2 separate regions of the Mus musculus genome follow, and region 1 is linked to region 2. Evidence: chromatin contacts called from public Hi-C data. All regions are on one chromosome and are shown on one strand. The core of a region is the stretch at or near the end of the contact, and the rest is flanking DNA. Distances in the headings are between cores, read along the strand shown.

Region 1 (3,231 bases), core at 626-3,125, 410 kb before region 2:
AAAACATATAACATACACCACCTGGCTCAGTCTCTCAGCCAACTCCACCTCCAGGGGTGCCTCTTGGGGAACCTTTTCCCAGCAAGCTCGTTTGAAGCGTAGGGTATGCTAGAATAAGACCTTCTCTAGACAGCAGCTAAGCCCTAAATAAATATTCGGCAGTCATTTGCATACTGAGTCAGGCTGGTTTTCGTCATGATGGGGATTCCAGAAAAGGTTCTGGGACACTCGGCTTCTCAAACATGTCTGTAGAACAAAGGAAGGAACGCTTGCTGTAGCTCTCCACGTGCTCCTTCAGTGTCTTTACTAGGACTGCTCCTCCTCCAACAGGGCCTTCGGAGAAGAAAGGGCATGACTGATCTCGTCACCACCGTGGGCCCTATGCTGATCCCAAGAGCTTCCTTTCGCTCATAAAAACACAAATGAAAAGTACAGATGTGACCTTTCAAGGATGACACTTGAGATCTGAAGGAGCCAAGTCAAGCAACAGGAAGACGCCCACTGGAGCTTTTGAAAACTGAGGCTACGGTGCAGGCATGTTCAGAAGCCATGCTTATCCCCGTAGTTCCGTGAGGTGCACAAAGCAGTATGGTTATCTCTACCAAGATTTGCAGTCTCCACCTTTTCCTGGGTCCCCTCTCATGGCAAATAGCTGCTTCAGTTGCCACCACTAAAGCATTTTGTTACTTGTAAGTTCAGGTTTTATGATTCTAACTAAAATTTCAGACTTCCTCTGGAGACCCTGGCATCTCAGAGTACCTGGGGGACCTGAGAACTGGTTGACAAATGACTGAAAAAGTCAGAGGAATGCAGAGCCTCAGTGGGAAACGGAAGGATGCTCCTGAAAGAGGTAGAAAAAGCAGAGACTATTTAAGTTCTAAACACAGTGAGCCACTTCCCTCTCCACCTCATTCCTCTATCCTCCTTCTCTCACCCTCCCTTTTCCTGTTTTCCTTCCATCCTTTTTTCCTTCTTTTATTTCTGGCCAATAGGAGGAGCCCAGGCCAGGAGATAGGCGTCCTAATAAGCTATGCTTCCAGCTTAGCATTATGTTGCACCCTCAGGTTGCAGCAGGAAATGACACATGGTCCCTTTGCATGACATGATATTCTGAAGCTCTCTGTCCAGTTTGAGTGGGAAGGGTGTGTTCAGCAGCCAATAACTGTGCACATAGGAGTCACTGTGCACATAGGAGTCACTGTGCAGACACCCTGCTTTACATCCAATAGCTACAAAAGAAGCCCCTGGGCTAAGAACTGTAAGATCCACTGTGCAGAGAAGCAAAGGGGTCACAGAGGGGTACAGAGCAAAGGTCCTGGGTCAGCAATAAGGTATGTGAACTCAGGGCCAGGAGACAGCAGAGTGGGTGGGACCGAGTAAGTTGGAAGACACCGGTGCTGAGAATGGGGTCTAGGTTAGGAAGGCAGCGAGTGGTGCTGTGGTAGAGCAAGTGGTGAAAGATTTGCTCAGACACTCATGTACACCTATGGAATCCTAAGTAGATGCTCGTGAATGACCTAAGAAGGCACTGTCTCCCTGAGTGGAGAAAGAACTTAAGGGACAGAGGAGACATGTGTTGGAGGATGCCCCTAAGGTCACAGAAGCTGAGTGGGAGAAGGGCGAGAATGGGAAGAGGAAGAGAGGAAAGAAGACTGGTTGGGAGCTCCAAGTCCTGGATTCCGCTGTTGGCCAATGCAGGGATCTGGTCCTCAGTTTCCCCATCTATCAAAAGGAACTATTCTCAAACACTCTCTCTGTTCTGAGAGCCCTGGAAGGTCTGTGTGCTCCAGGATCTTCAAGCTCTTCCGAGGTCTGTGCCTGTTTGCTTTGCCCATTACAGTGGAGAAACCCTCACTGAAAAAGAATTTATAAATACACTCTGCTTTTTGACTTGGAGACATTTTTATTTTTTTTCCAACTTTCCAAAGTTCTGTTAATAGTTTAAGTGTGTGACTATCTTCCATCCTTGCTTCTTGGTGGGAGGTGGTGGGTGAGGGTGTTACGTTATTAATAAAATAGGAATACATTAGAGTATTTATTTTCATGTAACTTATGCAGGAAACATGATCTTTTGTGAAGCTTTTTTTGGGGGTGGGGCCTCAAACCTCTGGAAGCTCTAGATAAAGCTGAGGTCTTAGTTTGCAACAAAGCTCTTGACCCCTTGTGGTTTTTGGTTCTGTTTACTCTTGGCAAATATTTCGGGTTCAAAGGGAGATGCCTTAAAAGCTGTACTGGAAAAGTCTATAAAATCTGAACGCATCTTTGACATCAAAAAGCTCTTTCAAAGCCGCGGTTTGGTGGAGTAAATAGGAATGCCTCACAAACCATATGGGATGCATTTTCCATAACTGCTCTGCACTTGAATAACAAAGGAGAAAAGTTCTTGGCAAAGGGAGTCTGGGATTTTAATGACCCTTAAATATTTGGCTTCCTAGCCAGATGTGTTTTACCAGGCTGAAAACCCCGGTGGATAGACCCTGCCTCTCTCTCTGGCAAAACATAAGCTAACAGGGTGCCGCTGTTTGTGAAAAGATGTTTGCGCTTCATTGCAGAAAGCTTAATTCACCATGATTTCCTTAATTATCTACCCCTCCTCCAAACTGGCAGAACTCCCAGCATGCCTCAGAGCATCCATTCCGTTCCGTTCTGATCTGAGACTACAAGCTATTTGCGAGGAAGCCACAGAAACATCCCTACTTATTTGAAGTTGGGACCAAAGAGTTGAGACACAGATTGGGTTGGTTCTCCTTGAAGGACGTGGAGCAGGGTGGGTAGCTCAGACTCGTCTTGAGCGGCTATTCTTACCCTGACTGGAGGAGCTAAGGCAGTTCCTGCATGCTTTAAGATAAAACACGACAACACCCAGCCTGGGCTCTTCCCATCAAGTTTAGTTTCTGATTAGGAAGGAGCTCACCTGTTCTATAGATGAGTACTATAGACTATGAGTACATAGTACTCCGAGGGAGTACTAAGACTCCCTCAGAGTCATTTGGGAAGTCCATGCCTGGCTGCTTCGGGTGCCTTCCTGTTATTCGATACATTTGTGCTTGGGTGTATTAGTGGCTTTATCTCCTTCTGTGACAGAATACTTGACGAAACCAACTTAAAGGAGGAGCAACTTAGTTGGGTCTGCAGTCCTAGGTGAGAAAGTCAAGATGGCAGGAGCTTGTGGCAGCTCCCTGCATTGTATCCCCAGTCAGGGAGCAGAGAGTACTGAATGCTGTTGCTTAG
Region 2 (2,999 bases), core at 359-2,858:
TTATCACCAAAGGCCAAGCAGATGCCACCAGAAACCATGTGAATATCTGAAGGTGGTGCTGTCATGGGGGACATGCTCATCTGAGTGACCTGTACTGTCGCCCTAGGTCATAGGGACATCTGGGCTCATGTTGCTGCCGGGGACTATGTCTAGGTTTGTGACCCTACAGCAGTTGTGATCTATGTTGACGTCCCAGGCCTGTGTTACCACCAAAAGCCATGCAGATGTCCCTAGTCCAGACTGCTGCATGAGGCACCGTGCTGAGTTGGCTTTACCCCTTGCCTGGGTAGGATAATAGAGCTGCCCATGACAGCAGGGGAGCAGGTAAGCTAGCCTGAGAGTGTGAGTACTGGAGAGCTGGCCCTGCCCCTAGTCTGCCATCTTTCAGTGGCGTGGCTCGGGTGAGGGAGAGATGCCCTCCTTCCCACCATCCTTGTACAGCCTGTGCCAGGCAGGTGAGCTGGCACCAAAATCATGAGAGGATCAAAGCTGGCCTTGTGGCTCATGCATTCCAGCACTCAGTAGAGTGAGAACAGGCCCTGTACCCTCACCTCGGCAGCCCAGTAGAGCTGATCCTGGTGGTGGGGTTCAGGAAAGTAGTCCCTGTGGGCAAGAGTGCAGGAGAGTTGGCCTTGCCCCTGGTCTGCCATGGGATGGGGTGGGGTAGGTGAGGAAGAGATGCCCTCCTTCACAAAGCACACATGAGCTGGCCTTGAGGACATGAGAGCTGGAGAGTGGACTCTGCCCCTTGCCTTCTGTGGCACTGGGTGAGCTAGCCTGGGCAGCACTAGAGAAATTGTTCTGGTGGTAGTGGTACAGGAGAACTGGTGAGTTGGCAAATTCAGCTACCTCCCAGGCCCAGATCCAGAGCTTCAAGTTGACCCACCTCAACATCTACGCTATCTATGATCTGCTGGGATGGGGGAAAGGACTGGTCCTGCAGATCCAAAGCTGCAAGATCTTTATGACATAGGACATCAGCAGAGTATCTGAAAAGAGTCCCCATGAGGATAGAGTATTGATAGTGTAGCACAAGCTAGAGGCCTCTAAATAGATAGAAAAATGATTTATTGAAATGAACATTTGCAAATAAAGGTGTATGAACAAAAGGGTGTAGTGTGGGACATACTGTGACACACTGTAGCTTCCATGAGATTTTTCTTTGTATCTTATTTTGGGTGGGTACAAAGGAATGGGAAGATGAGTGAGATTGGGGTACATGATGTGAAATTTGCAAAAAAAAAATCATTAAAAATTAAAAAAAAAAAGAATAACACAAGGACAGCAAGAACCCAGACTCAAAAGTGGGAAAGGAGACTACACCAAGAGGGTAGTGGCAAAGAGGAGATGTGGACCAGTGACTGAAGAACAGAAGAAGCTCTATCAGCCAAAGGTCAATAGACTAGGAAAATCTCATCTCTTTGTATTAAGTCATGGCAGTCCCCCACCTATGCTAAGCTCTCATGAGGTTTAGCCATTAAATGCTGTGTGATTTTGAGATGGACGTGCATGTCTCTGGTTCTGTTTCTCACAGTTGTAGGTAGGGAAGGGGTTTGGACAGTTTGCAGTAATCTTTCCAGCATTAATATCTCTGTCTCTTATATGTGCCTTCTTTCTAGTTTCACCTGGAGTCTGCCCCTTCTTTGTTTTCCTAGCAAATATAAGCTGTCCTCCTGTTGACTTCTTCAATGCTGGCTTCATGACTACACCTTCACTGGCCCACAAGTCAACACCAGCCTTGACCAAAACATTCCATTCCAGGAGGAGAACTGAACGGATTGGAGGAAGAAGCAGAGATTAGAAACAACAGGCTTGCACATTCCGATTGTTCTTAACTTGATTTCAACTTTTGACCTGTAATGCTTTCCAGCTGTTTTGAACTCACACAGCCCATCTTGATTAGACTCACCCCCTAAGTGATGCAAACAGAGGAGACAGCTTCAGAGAGCCATCACCCCACCCAAATGAGTCTGGGGTTTGCAATTCTTGGATGGGTATGTGGATCTGGATCCCAGGCTTTGCATTCCCAGTACAGTCCTACAGGAGGGCTCAGGCAAGACAACCCCTCCAGCCCCTCCCCCCAAAAGATGACCTCTTTTACAGTCTGTTTTTACAGTGCAGAGTGGGAGCATCAGAATCCCTGCCCCTGTCAAAATAACATATCCCAGGTGGTGGGAGTTAACGGGAAGGCAGGCAGAGAGCTCTGCTTCCAAAGTACACATTGCCACAAATGAGAACCAACTGGAGTGAAGCTGGGCAGACGCAAAGGCAGAAAATTAAGCCCTGGGTTGGCTCTCTCTCTCTCCTTTACTCCCTTCCTTCCTTCTTTTCTTCCCCTCTCTCTCCTTTATTCCCTTCCTTCCTTCTTTTCTTCTTTACTTCCTTCCCTTCTTTCTCTTCCTTCTCTCCCTCCTCTGTCCTTCCATCCTACTTCCTTTCTTTCTTCTCTCCTTTTTTCCTTTTCTTCCTTCTTTTCCCTTCTTCCTTCCTCGCTCCTTCCCTCCCTCCCTTCCTCCTTCATTTCTTTCCTCTCTTGTGCTCTCTTCTTTTCCTCTATCTCCCTCTTTCCCTCCATCTTTCCTTCCTTTCTTTAATAGAAAATGCTACACCACACATGGTTTTTAAAAGACGACTTTCCTTACATGGGGAAAATGAACAACTGCAAGGAAGCTGCTCTCCCCAGGCTTGGGGGTGGGTCCTACATAGTGACATGCAATGTGACCTTCCATCCATCCAACAGGCCTGGGGGCCAGATGTCTGTGACTACACAAGTCAGAAGCTGAGCTAGAAGTACCTAAGCTTCGCAGAGTTTATCATTGCACTGGAGTAAACAGCCAACTCTATTTCTCCTTTTTATCACCGTGCCTTCAGGGAATCCTTTTGTGTTCAGTTTCTGTCCTAAGTGATCATGCTTTAGCTAGATTCCTTAGGAGAGACAATCCAGAGACTCAGAAATGTCATCAGAAGTTGGTTTTCCAAAGACGTTTTTCAGGGGGAAT

Evidence for each region. A called contact is a pair of places that touch in the nucleus more often than the background predicts.
Region 1: a contact with region 2 is called in a Hi-C map of uterus, with 6 times the contacts expected there. The contact joins two enhancer-like sites. A contact is called at or near these places in 9 of 484 Hi-C or Micro-C datasets (cranial neural crest, embryonic fibroblasts, nephron progenitors and 1 more).

Annotation. Positions count from the first base shown.
Region 1 is chr8:103,813,410-103,816,640 of GRCm38.p6, reverse strand. No RefSeq gene overlaps it. Among named protein-coding and RNA genes, the nearest start is that of Gm39235, 92 kb to the right of the region's middle. Within about 2 kb of position 1,875, at least 39 of the 459 cell types and tissues checked have an H3K27ac peak or open chromatin away from gene starts, as enhancers often do. A contact at or near this core is called in nephron progenitors and uterus, where this site is marked.
Region 2 is chr8:103,408,345-103,411,343 of GRCm38.p6, reverse strand. No RefSeq gene overlaps it. Among named protein-coding and RNA genes, the nearest start is that of 1600027J07Rik, 62 kb to the right of the region's middle. Within about 2 kb of position 1,608, at least 54 of the 459 cell types and tissues checked have an H3K27ac peak or open chromatin away from gene starts, as enhancers often do. A contact at or near this core is called in nephron progenitors and uterus, where this site is marked.